Linked DNA regions of Mus musculus: regions 1, 2 and 4 are each linked to region 3. A link is a contact called in public HiChIP or PLAC-seq and promoter capture Hi-C data. All regions are on one chromosome and are shown on one strand. Each heading gives the region's core, a stretch centred on a gene start, on an enhancer-like site or on the middle of the called end of the contact. The rest is flanking DNA. Distances are from core to core; before and after follow the strand shown. Region 1 holds the start of Gtf3c6 (general transcription factor IIIC, polypeptide 6, alpha). Region 2 holds the start of Sec63 (SEC63-like (S. cerevisiae)). Region 3 holds the start of Cd164 (CD164 antigen). Region 4 holds the start of Rev3l (REV3 like, DNA directed polymerase zeta catalytic subunit).

Evidence for each region. Promoter capture Hi-C pulls out the DNA fragments that hold promoters and counts their contacts. HiChIP or PLAC-seq counts read pairs in DNA pulled down with a chosen protein or histone mark. Capture Hi-C pulls out chosen DNA fragments and counts their contacts.
Region 1: a contact with region 3 is called in an H3K27ac HiChIP or PLAC-seq map of extraembryonic endoderm stem cells, with 8 times the contacts expected there. The contact joins the promoter of Gtf3c6 here to the promoter of Cd164 in region 3. A contact is called at or near these places in 3 of 115 datasets of contacts at active chromatin or transcription factors (astrocytes, embryonic stem cells and extraembryonic endoderm stem cells) and 1 of 9 other capture datasets (adipose tissue).
Region 2: a contact with region 3 is called in a promoter capture Hi-C map of adipose tissue, with 4 times the contacts expected there. The contact joins the promoter of Sec63 here to the promoter of Cd164 in region 3. A contact is called at or near these places in 5 of 39 promoter capture datasets (the C10 cell line, hippocampal neurons, liver and 1 more), 3 of 484 Hi-C or Micro-C datasets (B cells, CD8 T cells and erythroblasts), 4 of 115 datasets of contacts at active chromatin or transcription factors (astrocytes, cardiomyocytes, extraembryonic endoderm stem cells and 1 more) and 1 of 9 other capture datasets (adipose tissue).
Region 4: a contact with region 3 is called in a promoter capture Hi-C map of pre-B cells, with 4 times the contacts expected there. The contact joins the promoter of Rev3l here to the promoter of Cd164 in region 3. A contact is called at or near these places in 1 of 39 promoter capture datasets (pre-B cells) and 1 of 115 datasets of contacts at active chromatin or transcription factors (astrocytes).

The regions. Positions count from the first base shown.
Region 1 is chr10:40,255,759-40,258,973 of GRCm38.p6, forward strand. It overlaps Gtf3c6 (general transcription factor IIIC, polypeptide 6, alpha), which reads right to left and starts at 1,954. Exons shown (of 6, transcript NM_026113.5): 1 at 1,821-1,954; 2 at 1,455-1,535. The coding sequence starts at 1,901. Rnu3a (U3A small nuclear RNA) reads left to right here and starts at 2,710; the gene lies at 2,710-2,921.
Region 2 is chr10:42,759,733-42,762,816 of GRCm38.p6, forward strand. It overlaps Sec63 (SEC63-like (S. cerevisiae)), which reads left to right and starts at 1,764. Exons shown (of 21, transcript NM_153055.3): 1 at 1,764-2,156. The coding sequence starts at 2,033.
Region 3 is chr10:41,518,146-41,521,006 of GRCm38.p6, forward strand. It overlaps Cd164 (CD164 antigen), which reads left to right and starts at 1,355. Exons shown (of 6, transcript NM_016898.2): 1 at 1,355-1,555. The coding sequence starts at 1,390.
Region 4 is chr10:39,730,554-39,733,820 of GRCm38.p6, forward strand. It overlaps Rev3l (REV3 like, DNA directed polymerase zeta catalytic subunit), which reads left to right and starts at 1,607. Exons shown (of 32, transcript NM_011264.3): 1 at 1,607-2,060. The coding sequence starts at 1,922. E130307A14Rik (RIKEN cDNA E130307A14 gene) reads right to left here and starts at 1,454. Exons shown (of 3, transcript NR_038037.1): 1 at 1,185-1,454.

The DNA of each region.
Region 1 (3,215 bases), core at 704-3,203, 1.3 Mb before region 3:
TCCAAAGGTCCTGAGTTCAAATCCCAGAAACCACAAGGTGGCTCACAACCACCCATAATGAAATCTGACACCCTCTTCTGGTGTGTTTGAAGACAGCTACGGTGTACTTATTTATAATAATAAATCTTTAGGCCAGAGCAAGCAGGGTTGACCAGAGTGAGCAGAGGTCCTAAATTCAATTCCCAACAACCACATGAAGGCTCACAACCATCTGTACAACTACAGTATACTCATATACATAAAATAAATAAATAAATCTTTAAAAAAAATGTCCACCATGCCTGAGTGGACTTTCTGTTGTCGTTTTGAGACGGGGTCTCTCTGTGGGTCTGTCTGTCTGTCTTAGAACTTGCTATGTACACCACACTACTCATCTCTGATTGGCATGTTGGGGTAAGTGGCAGAAATTAACCTGTTTAAATATTTGAAGCCAAGGATTTTGCCCAAAAATTTTGATAACAGCTTTATCCCCCATCCCTACCCCCATCCCCCAAAGACAGGGTTTCTCTGTGTAACAGCCCTGACTGTCCTGGGACTCACTCTGCAGACCAAGCAGGCCTCAAACTTAAGAGATCCGTTTGCCTCTGCCTCATGAGTGCTGGGATTAAAGGTATGTATCATCATCAGGCAATAACGTAATATTTTAAACTGTGTCTTCTCCAGGCATTTTGAAGACAGGGCTTTCTGTAGATCAAGGTGGCCTAGAACTTACTATATCATTAAGGATGACAATGAGCCAGGCGGTGGTGGCGCACGCCTTTAATCCCAGCACTTGGGAGGCAGAGGTAGGCAGATTTCTGAGTTCGAGGCCAGCCTGGTCTACAAAGTGAGTTCCAGGGCATTCCGGGGAGTTGGGGGGTAGGATGACAATGAACTTCGGATCCGCCTGCCTTGGGCTCTCCAGTGCCGGCATTACAGGTGTGCACCAGGACAGCCTGCTCTCATGCTATTTTTTCCTAATTGGCTTGTGAGGAGTGAGCCAAAGACACACCAAAGGCATGGTGAAGCAGGTGACATGGGTACTTGGTGACCGGCCGGGCAACACTGCATACATATCCACACTTAGACCAGAGTCTGCGTCCAGACTAGTACACTCAACTGTGGTACTATTGGAGGATAGAACTGAGGCCACGCCCACTACAAGGAAGGCAGGCACTGCTTAACAGCATGGATTAGGCTTTGTCCTGAAAGTCCCCCAGAAGTTTCATACAAGGTGTTTTGCTCTTTCTCTCCAGCCACACATTCAGACAGTGAAGAAGAAGCAGTCAGGCATTTTCTCTGCTCCCATAGAATCCCTCCCTTGTAACCTACTCTTCTGGTATGAGCCTGGAGCGTTTGATCACTGCTTTGTAAGGTGGGATGAACGTCTCTCTCTTTGTGGACAAGCATATCACCTTTTAGTCTTGTTTTAACTTTAAGAAAATCTACAACATTCCCCGAATTCTAAGACTCACCAAAATCTTGCATTTATTTTCACATTTGGAGAGAAAGTCTGAATCAATGATTCCTGACAATTCTACCAGAACAAACTGCTCCTGGTGGAAGAAAGCAAAGTTAATAAGGTAGACAAGGGGCAGTAAATAAGAAATGCCCCAAATTTCTCTGTGAAAACTCGATCCAGTTTCTGGTGGAAACCGATTCTTTCTAGAATGGGTAAACCAGAACTGAAGCTAGCCCTCCACGGCTTCTCGGGCTTCGGAAAGCCAGCGAGCTGTCTACCGGCCTCCCTCCCTCCGTCCGCATCCCAGACTCCCTTCCCCACCCAGGGGTGGCTCAACCAAGACCGCCCGCGCCGCAGGCCTCTGACCCTCGCTTACAACCTCCTCTAGCTCCTCTTCCTCCTCCTCCAAGTCCTCCCAAATGGGATCCACTGCCGCCGCCATAGCGTTCGGAGACGCCATCACTGGCCACGCCCCCTGTGGATGCCATTTTGGATACGGGCAGCGGCGTCCGGCTTCCGGCCAGAAAGCAAGATGGCGACGCCAGGCTTCCGTAAGTGGGTCCCACGTGGAGACTCGACACGCTCCGAGCTTCGGGAATTTAGGGTATTTAGCCCCACTTTGAAGAACGTGGCTCATAGAGCTCAGGCTACACTGAACTCAGTAAGTAGCTGAGGATGAGCGTAATCAACTGCCTCCACTATAAAACAAAACCTCACGTTTATTGTCTGCCGAAGGAGACTAGAGGATCAATGGTGGCCTCCACTTTTCATCCCAACATCTAAGGACGCGGGAGGGAGAGGATTAATGCAAATTCTAGGCCAGAGTGGCTACTTAGTTAACACAAACCCAGCAGTGACGCTACTGGGACAGGGTGGAATTCAGACCGCAGAGGACACAAATCAACACCCATCTTAAGTAAAACGCAGCCTGAGGAGCCGCACCCACCCTTTAAAACTGGTCCGGAAGTGATTTTCTTAGGATGACTGAAGACACTGGCGTGTGATTGGCTATTATCCTCAATATGTTAATTATGAACTTGATTCTGAGTTAGTTTACAAGTCATAAGTATTCAGAATGAGTTTTTGTTTTTGTTTTTTTTTTTTGCAAAATAATATACGAACACAGCTTCGAAAGTGCATGTGTATGGTATTCCTTAGGAGAATATTACGGGGTTTTCGCGGGGGGGGGGGGGCGGGTGGGGAATGTCACCATTAGTTAAAAATGTGCTGTCAGAGGTGGCCTCGCGGCGGCTGGCAACGCTAAACTAAGACTATACTTTCAGGGATCATTTCTATAGTTTGTTACTAGAGAAGTTTCTCTGACTGTGTAGAGCACCCGAAACCACGAGGAGGAGACAGAGTGTCCTTTCCTGAGCGTGAAGCCGGCTTTTAGTGCTGCATTTTGCAACTGCTATCTGCCATTGATGATCGTTCTCAACTCTCTTGAGGGTTGAGAGGGAGAGGACACAGTCTGAGTGGTTTCTTTTATATTTAGTTGAAAGTTAGAGTAGATGCTTTGGTCCTGAGCTACTAAATGGATATCTTTCCTCTTGTATTTTACATGGCTTATACTGTGTAGCCCGGTCATTCCTCTCTGTATGGTCCCAGACGACCTCCAACTCAAGTTCTGCTTTCTGCCTGCCTCAGCCTCCTAAGTGCTGGGGTTTAGGGTGTTCACTACAGCCTGGCTGACCTGCCTTTCTTGTTCTTAGTATGAATGTAGTTATAATGTTCACGAGACCATTAACTGCAAGAAAAATTTTAAGTGCTTATG
Region 2 (3,084 bases), core at 514-3,013, 1.2 Mb after region 3:
TAAGTTTCCCTCTTACAATAAAGTCCTTGGAAACTTTACGGGGGAGTGGGGGGGGGGGAACAAGGCAGAAAAATGTAGCAAAAGTGGCTTTCAGAAATGTGCTGTTAAATTGGAATTTGAAAGGGGAGACAGAATACTTGTGAACATAATCTAGTATAAGGGGAAGCATGACTCATTATGATAAATACTGGTTTTGAGACATTCAATGAAAGAGCTTGTGTAACCAGATTTCCTCTCAGACAATGGAAGGCATATTGAAAAGCCATGTAGTTAACTGACTAGTCTTGAAACAATCCTTAAACGCTGGTGCTGGTGTACAGCTTTATTCCCAGCACTCAGGAGGTAGAGGCAGGCTGATCTCTGTGAGTTCGAGGCCAACCCTGGCTAAAGAGTGAGTTCCGGGACAGCCAGGGCTACACAAAGAAACCCTGGCTCAAAAAGAAAAAAAAAAAAACACCCCCCCCAACAAAAAGCAAAGTAAACAAAACAACAACAAAACGGGCAGTTAAGAGCACTGAATGCTCTTCTGAAGGTCCTGAGTTCAAATCCCAGCAACCACATGATGGCTACAGTGTACTCATATACATAAAAATAAAAAATGAATCTTAAAAAAAAATACAGCAGAATGTTTGTACTTGCGCGGTAGCTTCTCTTTTTAAAGATATTGCACAGTTTCCTTTACTATTCACAGCGGTCCTGTGTAAAGTGCCCTGTGTCCTCTTGATCCACAGAGGGCAGTGCAGACACTGGGACCCACCCTGCTAAGGCCACCACTGGACTCTGGTGGGATCTTTGCAAGGTTAGAGGACTATCCTGCAGTTCAGCTGACTCCAGCTTGAGATTCGGTGGCCAGGAGCAGAGAGTGACTGCCTCTTCAGATTGCCCACAGGTTGCAGGGGAGTGCCAGCGGCTCTTTGGGGCGTCAGAGCGATCTGGGTTTGGATCCTCAAGCCCTGAGCAAACCCAAACCATTGAGCGTTACCTCTGGAAAATGTTTTGAGTCTGAATTTTCTCATCAATAGAGCATATATGACATTGGTTCTCAATATGTGGGTCCTGACCCTGTTAAGGGGGAGTTATCAAAAGACCGTTTTAGAGGGAGTATATATATCATGCACATCATATATTTACATTACAATTCGTAACAGTAGTAAAATTACAGTTATGAACTAGAAATGAAAATAATTTTACGGTTCGGGGTCACGACAACATGAGGGACTGTATTAAAGTGTGGCAGCATTAGGAAGGTTGAGAGCCACCGATCTATATTTTGCTTTATTTCATGTTTTACTGACAAATTGAAGACATGATCGCTTGGGTCACAGAAAGCATTAGTGAACTGGCAGCTCCAAATACCAAGGCTTTGGAACTCTGAGGAGTTCCTTGCTCCCTATTCTTTTCATTTATTTATTTTTCCTTGCTCCCTATTTTAATGGCACTTGTTTCCATGAGGTTCACGTGGAGGAAAAGTGAGAGGGATAGGAGAGAGTGGAGAGGTTTGGCAACCTCGCTTAGGTTGCAAAAGCTCAGGTCCCAATCGCACCTAGGACGCTCGCCTCTGCTCACTGCTTGGGGGACCCTGGCAAGAAAGCTCCTGGAATCCGGGAAGGGTGCTGGGAAGGAAAGCCTGGTAAGCAGGGGGCGGGACCCGGGGGCGGGCTTATGGAAAACAGAGGGCGTGGTCCGTGGCTCAGGGGCGGGGCCGCGGGCGGGGTCCAACAGAGTTTCTTTGCTGCGCGCGCCACGTCTCCCTCAGTGAGCGTGTGGAGGAGACGGCCGGGGAGGGAACAGCCGCGTGGGGCGGGAACTAGCTCCTCTCGCGAGAGTTGGCGACGGCCGCGGCGGCGGCGGCGGCGTGTCCGTGAGAGCGGCGTGGGGGCGGGGAGGAGAGCGGCGGCGGCGGCGGCGGCGGCGGCGGTAGCGGCGTCCGAGCTACGCCACACGGGGCCGGGGCGCTGGGAGCCGGGAGCCGGAGCGCAGCGCGGGGTCGTGGCGACGGCGGTGAGGGGAGCGCGGCGGAGGAGGCGGAGCCATGGCGGGCCAGCAGTTCCAGTACGATGACAGCGGGAACACCTTCTTCTACTTCCTCACCTCCTTCGTGGGGCTCATCGTGATCCCCGCCACCTACTACCTCTGGCCGCGAGACCAGAACGCGGGTGAGTCCCGTCGGCGGCCCGCTCTGGCGCGCTCGGGCGGACGCTCCGCTCCGCTCTTCTCCGCTCCGCTCCGGGCCGCGCCGTCCTGCCCGCCGGTGCTGCTCCGCGTCCCAGGGACGCCGCCTGGGCGGCGGGGCCTGAGGGCCGCTGTCCACGGGGCCGGAGCTCGGCGGCGATTTCCGGGGCTGTCCGCCCGCCTGCGTGGTCCGCGGGAGTTTGGCGGGGATCCGATCCGCATTGTTCTGGACGCCCCTCGCCTGCCGCCTCTTTGTCTCCCCAGCCTCGGCTTTGTTGGGTGTTCTTTCTGGAGGGAGCGGGCTGGGCTGGGACGGGGGGCGAGAGAAGAGTTGGCCGAGGGGGAATAAGAGCGTGTGGGCACAACTCCGCATCCTTCGCTCCCGTCACCCTTTCTCCCTCTTGTCCCGGTGTCCCCGCTGCAGCTGTTGGTACAGATGTTTGGGGGCACCCCTAAGCTGGGTGTCATGTTTGGGACTTCCAAGTGAGCTCACCAGCAGCCCACCCCGTCACTTCCTCCGGTTGCTTTTTTCATTTGTTCAATCACATCGTGGGGGTTGGAGAGCGCTGCCGTTATTCCTTTTATAAAAGCACAAATAGGATTTTCTCCGTTTCCTTTCCTCTGGAGTTTCCTGTTTACAACGGAAAAGTGCAGGCATGAAGGATTAAGCGGGATTCGTTGATGGAAGGAGGTAGTTGGTGGGGTCGCAAGCTCCTTTGCTTTTAGTTCTCGAGTCTTTCCACATTAAAGGTCGCGTCAGAACGCAACCCAGTGCAGTTTCCGGGGATGTTAGGTTTAAGATTGTAATGTTGGATTCTGTGTTGCACTTTACTAAGACATATGGCACCGGTTATTCTTAAAGCTGATGGCACTTACAGCAAGCGCCTAATGGGTTATTTCTGGTGGTGGTAA
Region 3 (2,861 bases), core at 105-2,604:
TGATTTGGTCAGTCACAACCCACTGGCTCATATTTATTTTACAGAGTACACCCACAAAGGAACCACATTAAATTCATTACTGGCAGAAATAAGGGCTTTCAATCTTTCGCTAAAGTTGTAAAAATGCTTTTAGAGTCATTTTTTAAAATGCATACTACAGCGAAACAGACACCACCGAAACATCTGATATTCTTGTTATTAGGGTCACATGCATAATTAAAATTATGACATTAAAATTGTAACATAAAATATGGCAAACGCTAAACAATCAAGACAGCATAGTGCAAAACCCAGGGACTCTTGCATGAGGGACAATCGTTCTACCAAATGAACTACATTCCTAGCTCTACCTATCATTTTCAAGTCTCATTTAAAAAAAAAAAAAAAACCAAAACCACCTACTATAAGCATGTCAAGCGTTGATTATTTTGTGAGACCCGGCATCAGATGGCGCTCACGACTAAAGAGAGCCAGAGTCCGCCAACAGGCACTGAAAATGCCTGTTCTGCCACTATGCTATCCTAGTGTCAGGGTCAGGTCACTTTCCCCAAGTCTCATACTTCGTCGCTCGTGATGTGGGGATAGGAAGAGGCACGAAGGCTTTTCATCCCTAGCCGTCTTCCTCTCTGACCACAGTGATTGGGGCTGGGACAGATCGATCCCTACTGCGGATCTCTGAGTGACTCGGAAGAAGCAGGTGAGGCAAGGGCACCGGTGGCGGTTACGACAAGGAAGCGTCCGGGACAGATCACTTTCGGTCCCACCCACAGCTACGGGCACTGAACCAGTGGCCCGGCAAACTCTTGGATCCCGTGGTTCCGTCATTACTGAGTCCCCGAACTCTCAAAAACAAAAATTCACACTTAAAAATAAATCAAGCTTCACGGAAGAAAAGGCGGCTCCTACAGAGCCCTAGGCGAGCGCGGTCAGCAGAACTCAAGCTCAGCGGTCTCAGAGCCTCCGGGCTTCTTACCCGCAGCGCGCTACCGAGGGGTCACGTGACACCTCGCGGCCCGCCTCCCAGGCGGCGCAGGTGGACGCCCCTCGCTACGTCACGTGGGCAGTTCCATCCTTGCCAGGGCGGGGGGAGATCATCCGTGGTGCAGATGTGAGGAAAGCTCCATTGTGCCGCGCGTGATCCTCCCAGGACAAGAAGGACGGCTTGCGACGCACGGACTGCTGCCCTAGAGGTCTCCGCGGCCGCTTCTCTCCCTCCGGCCGGCTTCCTAGTGGTCTCGCCCGTTCCGCCCCGCCCCGCCGGGCTGCTCACGTGACCGGCGCGCGCTCCCGCGGGGCGGGCTTCTCGGGGGGCGGCGCCGCAGGGACGCAGTGCTAGACGGAGCCTGCTTTGCCGCAGCTTTTCTCCCGGACGCCTGGGCTGAAGACACAATGTCGGGCTCCTCCCGCCGACTGCTCTGGGCCGCCACCTGCCTCGCCGTGCTCTGCGTCTCGGCCGCGCAGCCCAACATCACCACCCTGGCTCCCAACGTGACCGAGGTGCCGACCACGACCACCAAAGTGGTCCCGACGACGCAAATGCCCACCGTGCTACCAGGTGGGCGCCCGCCGCACGCGCCGAGCCGGTGGGGACTCGCGCAACATGGCCGCCCGGCCGGAGGACGGCGGCCCGACGGGGTGGGGGGCGAAGGCGACAGGCGAGCTAGGCCGCGAGCGTTGCCCTCAGAGGCGCCATCCCCCCAAGCGCCTGGTAACTCCGCGCCGCAGCTCGGGACGGCGACGTGGCTTGCTTCCGCGGTGGCAGTTAGGAGTAATTGGACGAGGCGACGCGCCCCGCGGTCGGCGGGGTGCGCAAACTTTGGGCTCGTGGGACAGACTCTTGTCCTCCCCTCGAAACTTCTCCGGAAGTTTCTAATGAAGGAGTTCGGGATAGGTGGGGGACATTTAGAGATGAGTTGGGTGTCCCTTTGCCCCCTCCCACCAGCGAGCCTCCTGTAACTTCACGTTGACTTAGCTGAGCGGTGTTGGCTGTATCTGAGATTTGAGTGGTAAGGGAAGAACGAGGCTTGTGGCGGATGATGAGAAGTGAAACCTAGGGACATATAAAGAGCAAGATGTGATCTCCCGGGGGCCTGTGTTTTAAGGCTGTGGAGTTAGGTTGAAATTCAGTCTGTCCGTTTTTCTGAAATCCGATCAAGGAACACGCCTTTTGTTCAACTCTAGGGTTCGTTAAGGCTTGTACAAATTGGCATAGGCCGTGACGACGCAAATGAGACAGAAGGTAAATTTGAAGTAATGAGGTGAAAACACGACGTGCTTTAAGTTGGTTATTGCTCTTAATCTAGTAACTGCGCTTCTCAACCTAAAGATTGACTTGTCCTAGTGCCTTCTCTAGGGTTTTGGTTTTTTTTTTTTTTTTTTTTTTTTAATATGAATAAAACTAAGTAGTTCCCGATTTTTTGTTAGAAGGATGCTAGGGTAACAGATATTTTTAAATGAACAAAGTAAATTACAGAACAGTTCTGGGAATCTCTATCACGGTTAAAGTGATAAAGTAAAATATTGTTTGACTCCTACCTACTTGACAATTTCCTCCCAGACTTGTAATGTGTGGGTTCTTCATATTGTTTTAAGAGAAGCCTGGAAATACAAGTTAATTGCCTTGTATAATTGAAATGCCCACAGAGGAGATAACTTGTGTTTTCTGGCAATTACGGGGTTAGCTGCAGCATTCCGAAGGCTGCATCCATTATCAGGCTACACTGTTGTGAACAGCGTGTCTTAAGAACGAGTACTTTATGAATGGTTCTTCGTGTCCTGTTTGCAGTAAATACGTGTTGAGATCCAGGGCTTCAGCAAAGGAGAATGGTGCAGGCGACTAGTTTCTAGAAAAGAAAGGAACT
Region 4 (3,267 bases), core at 357-2,856, 1.8 Mb before region 3:
TCCACAATTGACTGTGAACAAGGAGCTCTCACCCCACTCCAGATACAAGGCAATATAACAAGCAGTAAAATGCACCTGTATAATTTTTTAAGTGGGACAGAATGAACTCTACTTTGGATGGATAATGACTGTCAAGTGTCCTAATTTCAGTGGCAAATTTCAAAGCTGAAAACTGTAGTTTCTGCTTCCTATTACTTTAATCTTTTTGTTGGGGCGGAATTGGGGGGGGGGGCGGCGGCGACGACTCACCTGTGAAAAACGAGGCCTAAAAAAATCAAATTATTTGTCCGAGGTCACGCCCAGTATTAGTGACCAAGCCAGACAAAATCCATAGGTTCTAATTTAACATCCTCACCAGCAGCATCTGTTGCCCCCGCACCCCCCAATCCCTAACTGTGCCACTTCATCTCCTTTCTAGCTCCAAATAAAGTTGGTTTTTATTTTATGTCTTACCCCACCCCCTTTTTCTTCTGTGTCAACCCGTAGTAAAATCTTGCACTAAGAGTGAATGAAAACACGCCGACTTTTAGGAGCCTTTCCCTTTTGCCAACATTTTCTCTGAAAGGCTCTCGGGGCTCTCCGAGCAGCCGCGAGAGGAGTGGAGGGAGGGAGGTGAGTGGAGCAAACAAGTCTTTCCGTGTTCTCGCTCGTGCCGCGTGTGTGTGTGGGGTGTGTGTGTGTAGCCTGCGCGGGGGAACCCACAGTGGTTGTCCTAGTGCGAGAGGGGCAGGCGGTGGGGGAGTGGGGGGGTGGAGAAAACCACGACGGTGGGAAATCCCTGTGCTGTCGGTGTATCTGCCCAGCTTGGGCAAAGCTGGGCAGGGCCGCGCGTGAATAAATCTCCTTAAGTGGCCGGGCGCAGTCACTGCAGCACCGCAGAAGAGGAGGCGGGCGAGGCGGGGCGCGAGGCTCGCCCGGAGCTGGGGGGAGGGGAGGGCGGAGGAGGGAGCGAGCGCCAGGGCGGCCCTTTTATAGGCCGAGGCCCGCGCGCCCCCGCCCCTCGAGCTGGCCCGGGCTCCAGCTCCGCCGCCGCGTTACCTGAGAAGGGCCGGCACGTCCAACGCTCCGCCCGCCCGCTCGCTCGCCCGCCCGGCCCGCCCTCCCTCCTTCCCACCCTCCCGCTCGGCCAGGGCCGCCCGAGGTCTGTGCCGCGCCTCCCTTCTCCCGCTGGCGGCTTCCCTTACCTTGTGAAAACAAAACAAAACAAAAAATATCCTCTCCGCGGCAGCCCCCGCCTCTTCCGTAAGATGTGACATGGCGGTCGGCGAGGGGAACTCGGGAAGCCGCCAAAACCCTGCGCCCCTCTGAGCCTATCCATGCTATCGGCGCTCCCCGGGCCCCGCCGCAGTGACCCGGCCCACAGGCCGAATCATCGATTCCTCGGCGCGCGGCCCGGCTTCCCGCCAGCTTCTTCCCCAGCCGCGCGCTCCGAGCGGGGGAGAACCCCCTCCTCGTCCCCTCCCACCCCGGGCGCGCGCCCGCCCGCCTCCTCCCCCCCCCCCGTCGCCGCTCGCGCGCGCGCACACACACACCCCTCCTCCCCTCCCCCAGTGGTTGCGTCCGTGACATCATCATCATGGCAACAAGAGCTGCAGCCTGGGACCGAGGAGCCCGTGTGATTCCCGGCGGCGGCGGCCGTGGCGGCAGCAGCAGCGGTACCACCCGACCCGACGAACGCGCGAGGGCTTCTCTCCCGCTGCCTCTCGCCCGGAGCGTCTGAGGAGGCGGCGGCAGCACACAGCCTCCGCAGCCTCCGCGCGCCGCCGCCGCTGCCGCTCGTCCCGGCGTCCGTGCGAGGGGCGGGGGGGAAAAGCCGAACCGAGGAGGAAGGGGAGGAGGCGCCTCTGCGGAGCCCGCCGCCGCCGCTGCTGCCAGGTCGCTGAGTGGAGGGGAGGCGGTGGCGGTGGCGGCGGCGGCGAACATGTTTTCTGTGCGGATAGTGACTGCCGACTACTACATGGCCAGCCCGCTGCCGGGGCTGGATACCTGCCAATCCCCGCTCACCCAGCTCCCTGTCAAGAAGGTGCCGGTGGTACGAGTCTTCGGGGCGACCCCGGCAGGTAAGCGGGAGCGGGCGGGAGCGGGAGCGCGGGCGCCGGGTCGTCGGGGCTGCCCTCCCTCCGCGCACTCGCGCGCACGCCGCCGCCGGCGGCCCTCTACAGGGTCGCTGCGGAGTCTGCCCTGTTCTCGGCTTTGCTCGCCTTCTCTCTCGCGCGCGTGACAGGAGGCGCAAAAGAAAAAAAAATGTGGGCTCGCGTGAGCGCTGCGCCCCCCTCCGCGGCAGAGAGGCGGCGGGCGCCCGGTCTCTCCTTTGCGAGCGGCGAGCAGGCTGGAGCCCCTGCCTCGGTGGGTCGGGTGGCTGCGCCTCGTCCCCAAGGACGAGTTCGCGGGTCCTTAGAGGTCGGTCCCCGGCGGAGACCCCGGCCACTCGCTACGTGTCCCTAGTGCCCCGTTCGAGAAAAGGCTTTGAGGGCAGAGGCGAAGTGTCAGGCGTGTTGTCCGTCGCTCCCGGTTGCCTCTGTTCACCCTCGCTCTCCTCTGCCCCTGCCGGAGATGCTGTGGCTGTAGAAAGTGGCGCCCGGGGCCAGATAATTTTTCTCATTGAAGTGACCATGTGGCTCTTCTGTGAGTGCAGGTCGTGACTGCTTAGAGTTTAATGCCTCGACAGGGACAGAGCGGCATCCTCAGGTGCAATGCTTTCAGGAAATGTGCATCCATGGAAATAGGAACTACGTGTTTGTGTCGCCCAACATAAAATACTACACCTAATGGGGGTGGATTCGTTAGGAAACACAGCCAAGCTCAGCAGCATAGGCATTTTAAAATTCCTCTAGGCTGGGTTGCAGGGTTGCATTTTAAAAATAGATTAAAAAAAAAAAAGCCATTTTGAAGAAATGGTGGGGGGGGGAAATGACAAGCTATGTTCTGGAACACTCTTTGGGTTTATAATATAAATAGGTTAGGGGCCAGATATACAAGGTTTTGCGTTTTTATCTTTCAGTTTTGCGTCTTTTTACATGCTTTAAACTGTTAAGATGAAATGGTAAAGCCGTATTCTGGAAGACGATTCTTACCAAGGTATAGCCCTATGGGGTTTCAGACGGCATTTCCCACTTGATGCTCTTTGCCTTCGTCGCCATTCATCTTTATTACTACAGTCAGCTTCTGTGGACTACCAAGACAATACCATTTCCCAAAATACAGACACTCGTTCTAAGCTACTACCTTTTAATGTGAATTCTCTTTGTTAACAATGCCAATGACATA